Regions from separate parts of the Sus scrofa genome. Here region 1 is linked to region 2. Evidence: chromatin contacts called from public Hi-C data. All regions are on one chromosome and are shown on one strand. The core of a region is the stretch at or near the end of the contact, and the rest is flanking DNA. Distances in the headings are between cores, read along the strand shown. Region 1 overlaps LOC100737051 (cat eye syndrome critical region protein 2). Region 2 holds the start of HDHD5 (cat eye syndrome critical region protein 5).

Evidence for each region. Hi-C and Micro-C count contacts between places; a contact is called where the count stands out from the background.
Region 1: a Hi-C map of embryonic fibroblasts shows a contact between it and region 2, with 2.4 times the contacts expected there. The contact joins the enhancer-like site here to the promoter of HDHD5 in region 2. A contact is called at or near these places in 2 of 5 promoter capture datasets (fetal liver and liver), 23 of 47 Hi-C or Micro-C datasets (adipose tissue, alveolar macrophages, brain and 13 more) and 1 of 2 datasets of contacts at active chromatin or transcription factors (skeletal muscle).

What each region holds. Positions count from the first base shown.
Region 1 is chr5:69,708,623-69,715,557 of Sscrofa11.1, reverse strand. It overlaps LOC100737051 (cat eye syndrome critical region protein 2), which reads right to left. Exons shown (of 19, transcript XM_021092503.1): 3 at 2,150-2,211; 4 at 2,029-2,147; 5 at 675-814. Among named protein-coding and RNA genes, the nearest start is that of ATP6V1E1, 60 kb to the left of the region's middle. Within about 2 kb of position 4,752, at least 8 of the 83 cell types and tissues checked have an H3K27ac peak or open chromatin away from gene starts, as enhancers often do. A contact at or near this core is called in alveolar macrophages and embryonic fibroblasts, where this site is marked.
Region 2 is chr5:69,508,013-69,515,379 of Sscrofa11.1, reverse strand. It overlaps HDHD5 (cat eye syndrome critical region protein 5), which reads left to right and starts at 2,821. Exons shown (of 10, transcript XM_021092501.1): 1 at 2,821-2,944; 2 at 6,997-7,200. The coding sequence starts at 2,822.

The DNA.
Region 1 (6,935 bases), core at 3,503-6,002, 200 kb before region 2:
AGTACCTTAAGTGGAATGTTCTGTTATAGCATTGATATATTAAAAATGATTTATAAACTAGTAATTTGATTTTTGGCCCTGAGGTTACCAAATTGGATGAGATCCAACAGCCACAGGGGAAGAGCAGGGTAACCCCAACAAGGAACGGACAACTCACAACATTAGCATCTGGAGGAGAGGGCGGTGGGAGGAGGCCCCTATTTGGGAGGCACCACCTGTACTGATGGGCAGACCATCCGCTCTCCAGAACCAAATTGGACTGGGCAGGTGCCTGGGGAGTGCTGTGTTGCCCCTGAGAAGGGGCTGCCACAAGGTCTGCAGAGTAGGGAGTGTAGGGAGCTGAGCTATAGAGGAAACCTTTTTACTTTAGTAGGAAATATTTCTTGCCATCTTTTGTAGGGATGCTGCTACAGCTAATTCTTTCATAAGAGAAAAAAAATTTGTGCTGCAGAATTCACTGTTTATGGTTTTGGCGGTCCCTACAGCATGCAAAAGTTCACAGGCCAGGGATCAAACCTGCATCATAGCAGCCACCCAAACCACTGCGGTAACGACGGATCCTTAACCTACTGCACCACCAGGGAACTCCTGTGCTGCAGAAATCTGATGTATTTAATTTTAGTGATTTCAGGTACAGTGGCTAGCTATGGCAGCCCTGACCTTGAAGAAGGTACCTGCTCAAAGAGAGCTCGCCATTGGATTTTCCTTGCACGGGGTCCTCCTTGTACATTCGTGTTCCATAAAAATACCAGTAGAGGGCCCCAGAATTGTCCTCGCCCAATGGTTCCACACGGAGACTGTCTGCATCCAGACCCTAAGTAGAACCGGGAAAAAAGGTTTGGGGAAACAGGGAACAAAGCTAAGCAGAAGAAAACTGAACTGAAGATTTTACATTTACCCTTAGATATAGCTCATATTTAAAATACCCAAAAATCTTATATAATTTTCAATCAGGGCACACAAAACACAGAAGGGGAAGAAGGTGCCTTTCTTAAGAACAGGATATGGATGTATTTCAAATGCTCCCTATGCCCATTATTGCCCCACTTCACCAAAAAAACAGATGAACCAAAAGGATTTCTGATGAATGTATGACTTATTTGGTCTGGACAGGTATCCCAGGTGTGTGCCCCCAGAGGAACAAACTCCAACAGAGCAGCACTTGAGGTTGTGGCAGCTTCACCCGCCATCGCTAGGTCTGAGGTGGCTAGATTGGCCACCCCCTCACCCCTCAACCCAAGCCCTGAGACCTCAGCAGAGAGGGCCCTGAGCTGCATGTAGTCATTCAAGCAGAGAGAACCGAGACATCACAAATCTGGACTGACTCCTGGTGGGTGAAAAGCAAAGGCCCGTACCCTCCTCCCGAGACAAGATAAGGGGTCCACACCCCTTGCCCAGTGCACTTCTGTAAAGGGTGTGCATGTGTGCGGGGTGTGTGTGTGGGGGGTAGGTCAAAGTCCTTGGGAATTCTTATAAATATTTCATTTTTGCCAAGTCACATTTCAGACCTCAGGAGTTCCCGCTGTGGTGCACTGGGATCGGTGGCATCTTGGGAGCGCTGGGACACAGGCTCAATCCCCAACCCGGCACAGTGGGTTAAGGATTCAGCATTGTCTCAGCTACCATTTAAGCGGAAACTGTGGCTCAGATCTGATCCCTGGCCTGGGAACTCCATATGCCACGGAGCAGCCAAAAAAAAAAAAAAAAAAAAAAAAATAAAGCTCAGGACATAAAACCAGTGACTAATGTGATTGCATTTTGGCTGGTGACAAAGAAAACAGGAGCCTATGGTCAGTCCTGTATCAGCGGGGAATCAGTACACAGAAAGGCAGACAAACCAAAAGAGAGATGAAACTACAAGAGAATAAGATATTGTCACGAGAGCACGGCATGGATTCCCATAGTGACAGTGGTCATGACTGTATATACACTGTTATGATCAACAGGAGTCCCCAAACCAGCCACTATCCTAACACTGGCTTCTCCTAATTTTTGCTCAAAAGAGAGGGCCGCCTGACAGCTACACACCTTGAGAAGATCGAAGACATCATCAGCATCCAACCGGTAATCACAGAGGCGGTGAAGGATCTCCACGCGGGTGCGCAGAGGCAGGTCTTGGAAACGGGCTTCCCTCAGCGGGTTGGGCTTCCTTCCTCCAGCTCCCAGCGGTAGTTGATGATGTCCTCCAGGTAGCTGTGGAATGTCTGAGGCCTATCCCAGGCCCCAAGGACAGAGATCCATGAATACAAAACAGAGAGGGGCAAATGCTGTGCATCTTCCACAGCAGCAGAACTCAAAGTCACAGGAAGGCCAGGGGGACACTGGGGGCCCTGGAGGAAGCGCCATTTTATGACGTCACCTCCTTGCACCTGAAACCATCAAGACCCAACACCATCTATATGTAAGAAGATTTCTCAAAGAACAGGTTGCTTTACATTAAACCACAGACTGCACACTCTGGTGAAATAGCAGAAAGTCACAGTCATCAGTAGGAGAGACCGAAACTGAGGCCACACCTTAGCTCCTCTCATACAACTGAAGATCCTACGGACCCCGGGGGGACACCCAGGCAATGAAAAGAATCCCATGTCTGCCTGGCTCAGTCCTTTTCTATTTCAGGTTATGATGCACAGGTGGAGGAGTTCCTGACATGGTGCAGTGGGTTAAGGATCTGGCATCATCTCTGCAGCGGCTGCTGAGGTGTGGGTTCGGTCCCGGGCCTGGGGACTTCCACATGCCATGGGTGAGCCAAAAAAACCAAAAAAAAAAAAAAAACAAAAAAAAAACCCCACACCATGGTGGAAGAACCTGCTGCAGAATGTAAGCGGCTACTCTATTGTGCACACCTAACTATGCTTTCGTGGGCTATTACACGGTACCAAACACCGTACTCTAAACCTGAGGTAATTTTTCTATAGAAAACATTTAGGACAGGCTTATGACTTAAATTTCTAGTTGTACCTAAATATGCCTTGTATATAGTATAATAAAATGCTATTTAATTGAGAGATAGTTATTCTATATCTAATCCATGACAGAATCTGCATATAATTTCATCTGTTTGATTTAAAAATATTTTTCTCAGCTCCCGTCGTAGTACAGTGGTTAACGAATCTGACTAGGAACCATGAGGTTGAGGGTTCGATCCCTGGCACTGCTCAGTGGGTTAAGGATCTGGTGTTGGCATGAGCTGTGATACAGGTCGGAGACGCGGCTCAGATCCCACGTTGCTGTGGCTGTGGTGTAGGCCGGCGGCTACAGCTCCATTCAGACCCCTAGCCTGGGAAGCTCCACATGCTGCAGATGCGGCCCTAGAAAAGGCAAAAAAAAAAAAAAAAAAAAAAAAAAAAAAAAAAATTCCCACGATTTTTCTTTTTCTTTTTTTTTTGCTTTTTTAGGGCTGTACCTACGGCATATGGAGGCTCCCAAGCTAGAGGTCTAATCATAATAGCTGCAGCTGTTGGCCTACAACACAGCCACAGCAATGCCGGATCCGAGCCGCGTCTGTGACCTACACCACAGCTCACGGCAACGCCAGATCCTTAACCCACTGAGCAGTGCCAGGGCGAACCCGCAACCTCATGATTCCTAGTCAGATTCATTTCTGCTGCGCCACAACAGGAACTCCTCATTATATCATTATATGTGGAATCTAAAACATGGCACAAATGAAACTGTCTACAAAACAGAAACAGACTCACAGACATAGAGAACACACTTGTTGCCAAGGGGGAGGGGCGGGACTGGGAGTTTGGGGTTAGTAGATGCAAATTATTGCATTTAGAATGGATAAGCAATGAGGTCCCACTGTATAACAATGAGAACTTGAAATAAAACAGGGTGCTTTTCCATACAGGAGTATGAAGACGACATGCAGCTTCTAGAACATCTCGTGCACACCAAGTACCCTAAGAGACAGGCGTGTTTTTCCTGCAGTAAAGTGAAATGTGGTCACTTCGAGGATAGCAGGAGGCGATGAAGCACAAGCACCCCAGCCCTGTGAACAATGTCTCAGAGCTGCACGCCCAACCTTCCCTCCCCCATGTCCTATCATCTACTCAGTTCTGATGACATCACTTTTGCTAAAACAGAAATTCCATATGCCCTCTAAACACCACTCCCCCAACAGATGCTAAAGGACTTAACGATTCAAGCACTTGCTTCCCACGTAATGAAGATAACCCCCCTACAAATCTTTCTCTTAAAGGTCAGAAATTTGGAGTTCCCGTCATGCTGCAGCAGAAACAAATCCAACTAGGAACCATGAGGTTGCAGGTTCAATCCCTGGCTTCAGTGGGTTAAGGATCCAGCATTGCCGTGAGCTGTGGTGTAGGTTGCAGACTCAGCTTGGATCCCATATTGCTGTGGCTCTGGTGTAGGCTGGAGGCTACAGCTCCGATTAGACCCCTAGCCTGGGAACCTCCCATGCCACCAGTGCAGCCCTAAAAAGGCAAAAGACAAAAGAGAAAAAAATAAAAGAAGAAAAAAAAAAAAAAAAGAAAGAAAAGAAAAAAAAATTTTGAGGGCAAAGTGGCCAAGGTCATTTGAGACAAAAGGGCTCAGCAGGCCAAAAAACTGGGCAAATACTTTCTACTTACTAGCTCTTAATCTTCTGTAGGAAGCAAAACTCATTTGGAATCTGATAAACTCAGCTCTCCCCCTCAGAAAAGTGAATACACACAATTCTGTGAGCTGCTCAGATGAGTAAGGGCCAGGACCAGGGCTGGGACTAGAGCTGGACAGAGCTGCTAAACCTGATGCAACCTTTCAAATTTCCCAGACTAGACTGCCTGGAACATTCACTGACTTAGTCATACACTCAGCTCCGAGCAATTCTCTTAATGACTCAACACCTCTCCCCTTTCTGAAGTTACTCGAGTTAAGTCATCCTTTCAGTAGAACATGGGAACAAAAAGATGAAATGAACTTGAGGCTCTGAATAACGTGAGCAGGTCGGAGAGAGGGAACACCATCTTTCCACATTCCCAGAGTCGGCATTTCTTAGAAACTCAGCAGAGAATTTCTTGGTTTGGAGTTCCCGTCGCGGCGCAGTGGTTAACGAATCCGACTAGGAACCATGAGGTTGCGGGTTCGATCCCTGGCCTCGCTCAGTGGGTTAACGATCCGGCGTTGCCGTGAGCTGTGGTGTAGGTTGCAGACGCGGCTCGGATCCTGCGTTGCTGTGGCTCTGGCGTAGGCCGGTGGCTACAGCTCTGATTCGACCCCTAGCCTGGGAACCTCCATATGCCGCGGGAGCGGCCCAAGAAATAGCAACAACAACAACAACAAAAGACAAAAAAAAAAAAAAAAAAAAAGAATTTCTTGGTTTGCTTCAGACAGAACAAGCTTGACTGTGAGACCCAGGGTTCCCAGGGGTCAGTATACCTCTTGTGGAGCAGGCCGATGGGAACTCGCTGGAGCTGGCAGAACTCTCGATAACGCAAGGAAGCAGACTTAAAGATCACAAGTAGAAAGAAGGCTCCTGCATGAGTTCAGAGACATGAAAGAAAGAGTCCCTGGTGTCCATGTGCAGGGAGCACCACAGGCGCCACAGTGGAGACTAAATTATATTCTCCCATGTGATATAGCTACTTGTGGAGCAGATGAAATACACATGTGCAGTGAGGCCCCATTTAACAGGAGTAGTGGACTGAGATAAAGAGTGAATCAACAGGTAAAAGGCTCTGAGAACATCTTATAAGACATTACTGCTAAACATCATGAAAAGAATAAGACCAAAATGATTATAGACTATCTCTTCTGTAAGACTATATAGTGGCTGCCATGCCCAACATATTCTGAAATCAACCTGATAGCAGGATAAGTAAAAAAATCATGACAATTTCAAATTAAAAAAAATATGACTAAGATATATAAAAATATATCTTTTGGGAGTTCCTGCTGTGGTGCAGAGGAACAAATTCGACTAGTATCCATGAGGGTGCGAGTTCCATGCCTGGCCTTGCTCAAGGTCAGGGATCTGGCACTGCCATGCTCTGTGGTATAGGTCGAAGATGCAGCTTGGATCCCATGTTGCTATGGCTGTGGCGTAGGCTGGCAGCTGCAGCTCCGATTCGACCCCTAGCCTGGGAACTTCCACATGCTGCAGGTGTGGTCCTAAAAAGCAAAAAACAAAACAAACAAACAAAAACCTTTTAGCAGGGAAATATCTATATAACACAGATTTTACTTCTGTACATGAGTGTTTATGTTGGGTAACAAAGAAGAGTATTATTAGTCATCTGGAAATAAACATATAATAATCTTTAAAAAGATAAAGAACTTTTTTAATGGAAGCCAAATGGGACCATAAATACTATTTGTAAGAACTGAAGGGTCTGGAGTGTCAGGGTTTTTTTTTGTTTGTTTGTTTATTTGTTTGCTTTTTAGGGCCGTTCTTGCTGCATATGGAGGTTCCCAGGCTAGGGGTCTAATAGAAGCTACAGGTGCCAGCCTATACCAGAGCCACAGCAATACCAAATCTGAGCTGCATCTGCAACCTACACCACAGCTCACAGCAATGCCGGATCCTTAACCCACTGAGCGAGGCCAGGGATCCATCCTACAACCTCATGGTTCCTAGTCAGATTTGTTTCTGCTGTACCATGATGGAGTTTCCAGTTTAAGGTACAATAAGAATCCTGAAGACCTTCTGATAATATAAGGACGCATATTGCTGGTCCTAGAATCATGCATGCACACACGCGCACACCCCCCCCAAATAAGCCTATAGAAGAAATACATCAGCTCGGATCTGCTGCTGCTTGACACAGGCCAGCAGCTGCAGCACTAAATCAACCCCTAGCCTGGGAACTTCCATAGGCTGCAGGTGTGGTCGTAAAAAAAAAAAAAAAAAAAAAAAAAGAATCAAGGAGGACAAAGATCTCAAAACTACTACCAACCTGACCTGACATTTGCAGAATACTATGCATAAA
Region 2 (7,367 bases), core at 1,572-4,071:
ACTCCTCCCGGGAGGACAGTCAGACTTCCCAGGAACCTCCCCTCCTGCCTGGCCCCCCTTGCCGCCCCCTCCTTGTGAGGCTGGGGGGCTGCAGGAGCTGGCTGGCCAAGGCTGAGCTGACAGGTCGGGCCCCTGGTTCTGCTCAGAGGCTCCCTGGGGGCCAGTGGCAGGAGGCTGGAGGGTGGAGCTGCAGTGACAACTGCTCCCTGTTCCCTGGGGACTCTGCAGGGGAGGGGTGGGCAAGGAGCCATGCTGGGGGGATCCTGGCACTGCCTAGACCTGGACGTGCAGTGTGGCCTGGGGACCTGCCCCAGGGAGCCTTGAAGTGCTCAGAAGGGCTGGGAGCAGAGGTCAAGGAAGGGCCACCAGGCTTTGAGCAGGGACAGGTGGATTCCTTAAGCACCCAGCCCAGGGACTCACTTGGACACTACCCGCTTCCAAAATGCTTAGAACCGCCCTCCTCCACCGTCTCCTTCCTCCTCCTTTTTTTCCCACTCCTCTCCCTGCTGGGGTTTGAAAGATTTCTTGATCAATCCTGCCTCTTCCTTTTCTCTCCTCTCCCCCGGTCCTGCCTTCTTCTCTCCCATCACTCCCTCCCTGACTTTTATGGTTCTTTCCCCTCAGAGATCACACTGGACAGATGGACAGCGCAGGCAGAGGGGATGGGGTGGTTTGCCAGGCTGCGCTGTTCCCACTTCCCAAGTCTCCGGGCCTGGAGAGGACAGCTCGGCCCTCAAGACGGCCAAGCCTCCCATGCCCAGGCCACCTGCCTCTCTTGGCTGGCGTCCTGGTGCGGGTGGTGAGGATGGACACGGGAAGGGACAGGAGGACATGGCAACGACAAGACACACTGGTGGTCAGGGGAGCTGGGAGCATCTGAGCAGGAACGGGGCTGTGATGGGGACTCGTCAGTGTGACCAGGCGGCTCCCTGAGTTCATCTACTTATGGAAGAAATTTGTGGAACTCATAGACAGGCCCGGGGGGCAGCAATCACCCTTCCACCCTCTCCCACTGGACCCCACTGCTGCATGGGGCCCAGGGAAGCAAGACCATCCAGGAATCAAACTACCCTCAGCCCAGGATTAACACGGCCCCGTCCTCTGCCTGACTTTTCCAAGCAGGGGAGACAGGTGGGCCTGGGAACACAGAGGAGAGCACTGACCTTGTGCTGGGAGCTCTGGTGGGAACTAAGTTCTGAGCCCTCAGCGCCACCCCCCCCACCAGGCCTTTACTCTGCTCCTGCCATAGTCTGCTAGTGCCTCCAACTCTCCTTTTTTTTTTTTTTTTTTTTTTTTTTGTCTTTTCTAGGGCCGCGCCCACAGCATATGGAGGTTCCCAGGTTAGGGGTCGAACCTGAGCTGTAGCTGCCGGCCTATACCAGAGCCACAGCAACGCGGGATCCAAGCCGAGCCTGCAACCTACCCCACAGCTCACGGCAACACCGGATCCTTAACCCACTGATCGAGGCCAGGGATCAAACCTGCAACCTCATGGTTCCTAGTCGGATTCGTTAACCACTGTGCCATGACGGGAACTCCCAACTCTCCCTCTTTAATAACACTCTCCCTGGCTGTTACAAAAAGAGTAGCAAGTGTTGGTGGGGAACAGAGAACTTTTGTGTGCTGTTGGTGGGAATGTAAACTGGTATAGCCGCTGTGAAAAAAAGTATGGAGATTCCTCAGAAAAATTTAAAATAAAACTAATGTACAATTCAGTAATCCCACTTCTGGATATTTGTCCAAAGAAAATGAAAACATTAACTTAAAAAGATACATGCAACCCAATGTTCATAGCAGCACCATTTACAAGAGCCAGGATGTGGGAGCAAACTAAGCATCCATCAATAGATAAATGGGCTCTTGGCCTTAGTGCCATCTTCTGAGAAACCTCTGTGCCATGACAGCAAAGTGCAGGAAGAAGCGAATGCGAGGCTGCAGCACAAAAGAACAAAGAGGAGGCAGAGGTCCGAGTAAACTTGTACATCTGCAGAAGCCGCAGGAGCAGAAACAAGGAAAGCCCAGAGGCCAGGGACGCTGGTACAATTTGTTGGGCTGCATGCCTTCTGTCTAGAACTTGTCTCAGTGGATCCAGAACAACTTTTCACCATTCTGAGCCCCTCGGCCACTTTGAGACCCACCTTGCTCACAGCAAAATGATCCCTTTTAGTATTTTGTCCTGGACCTGTGACATTCTGGACTAGTTCTGTTCCCAGTTGTGGCTGAACGTAACACATTACAATAAATTACCTCCTCTCTTACCAAGAAAAAAAAAAGATAAATGGACGAAGAGATACACACACACACACACACACACGCACATATATATACGTTATATATGTATGTATACATATACATACATATATAATGGAATATTATTCAGCCACAAAAAAGAAGGAAATGCTGCATTTAGCATCAACGTGGATGGATGGCCCTTTAGGTTATTATGTTTAATGAAGTAAGTCAGAGAAAACAAATACTGTATGAGGTCACTTACATGCGGACTCTAAGAAACAAAATAACCAAGCTCATAGATCCAGAAAACAGGAGAAAGAGTGGTGGCTGCCAGATATGAGGGTTAGGAGTTGGTTAAAAGTGTGAGAAAGTTAAAGGGTATAAACTTCCAGTTATACGACCACGCCCACACGCGTAAGGCAGAGACCGAAGCGGGACTACAGCTCCCGAGATGCCCTGCGAGCACCCCCGCCCCCTTCCCGCCCCCAATACTGGATGGGACTACAGCTCCCAGGTGCCCCAGGCGCCACTGGCCGATGATTGGCCGCGCGGCGGGCCGGGCGTGCGCGGTGCGCGCAGGTGGCGGCCCATGGCTGCGTTCGGCGAGGTGGTGGCGCGGCGGGCGCCCGGGCTGTGGTGGCGGGCGGCTTGCGGGGCGGCGCGCGGGGCCGCGGGGCTCGGGGGCCGCCATTTGGCGAGCGGCGGCGCGCAGGTGAGGGCGGCGGGCGGGCGGGCAGGGCAGGAGGCCCTGTGGCCTCGTGGACCGTGCTCTGATGTCCGGCCTCCAGGACATCACTCCCACCGTCCCCGCAGTGTCCGCGTGTAGTGACGTCACGTCCTTTGGTCCCCGCCGCGTAGCCGCCGCCCGGGGCACCGCGTGACTCTGTCACTCGCGGGGCCGGACCTGGGCACGCGGGCCTCGGTGACCCGCCAGTCGGAACGTGCAGAAGACCGCGGCCCCGGCCCGCGGGTTCTCACAGTTCCCGACTCTCCAAGGGTGAGAGTGGGAGGGTGGAAGAAGGGGATGCGCACCTGCCCGGCGGTTTACTACCTGTGTGACTTAAGGCCGATTTCCGCCCTCCCTCGCTGTCCGTGGAGGACTCCTAGACCTGAAGGTGCTGGCGTCCCACAGACGCCTGGCATCCGCGGATCCCCCATCCACCAACAGCCATGGCTTGTGAAGTTTACGATCACCAGTTGGTTGGATCCACGTGTGAGGAGCCCACAGCTGTGGGGGCTGAATGTATATTTGTTGAAATAAATCCCCCCTATAAGTGGATCCGCCCAGTTCAAACGTGGTCAAGGGTCGAGGGTACGGCCCCCAGGGGACTCCCCAAATTAATCTTAAAACCATGCTTTTTATTTAATCTATTTTATTTTATTTTTTTTAGGGCTGCGCAAGTGGCATATGGAGGTTCCCAGGCCAGAGTTCGAATCAGCTACAGCCGCTGGCCTACACCACAGCCATAGCTATGGAGGAGCTGAGCTGCGTCTGTGACCTACACCACAGCTCAGGCAAGGCGGGATCCTTCACCCACTGAGGGAGGCCAGGGATTGAACCTGTTCGTTTCTTTTGCACCACAAAGGGATCTCCCCTCTGCCATGCTTTTTAAAAGTATAGTTTATTTACAGTGTTGTGTTGCTTTCTGGTGTACAGCAAAGTGATTCAGTTATACATATATTATATATATAAAATATATGTATACTATTTAAGAATATTTTCCTTTATAGATTATTACAAGATATTGAACATAGTTCCCTGTGCCATACAGTAGGACCTTGTTTATCTATTTTATATGTAGTAGAAAACCACACGTTTTATCACTACCACAAATATGGACTTTTTTTCCCCTTTGTCTTTTTAGGCCCGAACCTGAGACATATGGAAGTTCCTAGACTAGGAGTGGAATTGGAGCTGCTGCCAATGCCACAGCCACAACACCATATCTGAGCTGAGTCTTCCACCTACACCACAGCTTACAGCAACGCCAGATCCCCAACCCACTTAGCGGGGCCAGGGATTGAACTTGAGGCCTCATGGACACTAGTCAATTTTGTTACCACTGAGCCATAACAGAAACTCCACATATATGGACTTAACTCAGAGCTGGCTTAATACCCAGGACAAGTTACAAAAAACTTGAAGTGATAAAGAAGAAAAATGAGAATATAGATGCAGAAAAAAATAAAACGAAAAATGAAAAGAGAATGAAAATTCTTATTTCCTTTTCTCTAGGTAACTTCACTTAAACAAAAATTAATAGACTTTTTTTAGACCAGTTTTAAGTTTTCAGAAAGCCGAGCAGCAAGTGTAGAGAAGTCACACCTGTACATCCCTCCCCGCGTCCCTTCTGTGAAGCATCTCATGGAGTGTGGAGTCGCTGCATCCGATGCGCCTTTGCTTCCCAGGTCCTGGGTGCCTGGTTCTCTGTGTGCTCACCTGAGGGCCACAGGTGGTCATCCCGCACTACACAGTAATAGATGAGGGAGTGTCACAGATACTGCTCAACTGTCCTGAAACTTTCTTGTTCTAAGTGGCAGGATCTGCGGGTCTTTCTAAGCAAATCTTACGACTGTTTACGATATGGCCCCTAAGACCAGTAGTTTAATTTTGCAGCCATCAGCATAAATGAACTGTTTGGTTTGTTGACTATGTGAGTTTTCAAAAACCCAAAAGCACAACAGTGTTATGAACCCCATAGACCCATGTTCCAGATTCAGCTGTTACTAACACTTTGCTGCACTTGATTTGCTTATCTGCCCTCTTTTCTTGTGGCTCTAAGATGTTAAAGGGAATCCATTTTCTTATCATTTCAACCTTAAATTCTTCTGTATGTACGTCTAAGAAAATAAGGACATTTTGAACCACAGCGCATTTGTGGTGAAAGTGGCTTGACTTAGCTGGTGCCAACAAAAAGGAAAATGGTAAACAGATTAGCTTGGGTTTTTCTGACAGCTGAAAAACACCTTGCATGTATGTTAGTTCACAAAAAAAATGGGGTGATTTTTTTTAAGGAGTACAGTGTTCAGCTTTGTAAATCCAAGAAATGGCAGTTCCCATTGTGGTTCAGCGGTAATGAATCTGACTAGTATCCATGAGGACGTGGGTTTGATCCCTGGCCTTGCTCAGTGGGTTATGGATCTAGTGTTGCCATGAGCTGTGGTGTAGGTCGCAGACGTGGCTTGGATCCTGAGTTGCTGTGGTTGTGGCATAGGCTGGCAGCTATAGCTCAGATTCAACCCCAGTCTGGGAACTCCCATGTGCCGCAGTTGTGGCCCTAACCCCCCCCCCAAAAAAAAGATACAAATCAAAGAAATGCAGATTGAGATGAGATACCTCTTTTTTTTTTTTTTTAAATTGTGATATTAACAGGATGTTTGATCCTTAACAAACTCTTTGATACCAGTGAAAACCATCCTGGGCAAGGGGACCAGGTTGCACGTGGGTTGATAGGTGTTTTGGAAAATGGGCCAATAGGTGTTCCATCACTAAAATGTTTGTACTCTTTTGACTTATAACTCTTGCTTTTAAGAATCTATCTTTCAGTTCTCTGGTAGTGCAGTGGGTTAAGGATTGGTATTGTCATTACTGTGGTGCAGGTTCAGTCCCTGGCACTGGAATTTCCACATGCTGTGGGCGCAGCCAAAAAAAAAACAACTAGAAGAAAAATCCATCATATGGAAAAACTAGTAAGCATGAATAGGTTCTTTATAGTATAATTCGTAGAGGCAAAAGTGTGGAAAAACCTAAATATCTGAATAGGGGAAACCTAATGGAGTATACACTCAAAATATGTAGCAGAGGCGATGTGGAGGAGGTGGGGCTGTGGTACAGAAAGAAAACCAAGAGATACCAATGAAAAACGGAAGATGGAAAAGAAAGCACGACATAGGGCCATTTCTGTGTTAGCTCCAAGATAAGAAATTAGTACCATCCATAAAACAGTTTCTGGAAAACACACAAGACAGGGAGTAGTAGCACTGGGCAGCAGCAAGAAACAAGAATTTTCTATATTGTCTGTAGCAATTGAGTGTGTTTTTAGAACTCTGTGTGTCGATATTGGTAAAACAATTTTAAAAGATGGTTATGAAGGTTGTTGTAGCAGATAAAATTGCTTCAGGTCAAACAAAAAAAAGCCAAGATGCAAAATTATACATATAAAGTGCCGTTGTAGCTATGCGACAAATGTAAGAATAGAAAAAGAGATGAAATACTATCGATTGTGTTCCAGTGTTGGGATTCTTTGCGAATTTCTCTGTTTTCCAATGTAAAAATTTCTTTAATATTGGAGTTCCCATAGTGGCTCAGTGGTTAACGTATCCGACTAGGAACCCTGAAGTTGCAGGTTTGATCCCTGGCCTCACTCAGTGGGTTAAGGATCTGGCATTGCAGTGAGCTGTGGTGTAGGTCACAGATGCGGCTCGGATCCCACGTTGCTGTGGCTGTGGTGTAGGCCAGCAGCTGTAGCTCCAATTGGATCCCTAGCTGGGAACCTCTGTATGCCTAGGGTACAGCCCTGAAAAGACAAAAAGACCAAAAAAAAAAAAAAACAAAACAAAACTTTATATTATGCAAAAATAATTTCAACAAAATACTTATATGCTTGAAAATACCTGAAAAGGCCTAATTCTTTGTTGCAGATGGATTTGTCCTGTAGGCAACCCCGTGTCCTCACCTTGATCAAAGCCTTGCTGGCCCAGGGTCAGGGGTGATGTACCTTCCATGCCTCACTCAGGGGCCCTTCTTGTCTCCCCTCCGTGCAGAGGCCGCCCACCTTCGGGTTCCTGTTGGACATCGACGGGGTGCTGGTGCGGGGCCATAGGATCATCCCAGCTGCACAGGAAGCCTTCCATAAGCTGCTGAACCCCGAAGGGCAGCTGCGGGTGCCTGTGGTGTTTGTCACAAATGCGGGGAACATCTTACAGCATGGCAAGGCCCAGGAGCTGTCCGCCCTACTGGGCTTCCAGGTAAGGAGGCAGTGGGAGACACTGGAGCCCAGGACCTGGTTCCCACGGAGCACCCCCTCCAGCACTGACTGCGTCTCCTGCCCTGGTGTGGGAGGGGGACAGTAGGGATCAGCCCTAGGGCATGGTTATCAGTGTAAATCTTCCAGTCCTGTTGGAAAAAAAGCTTG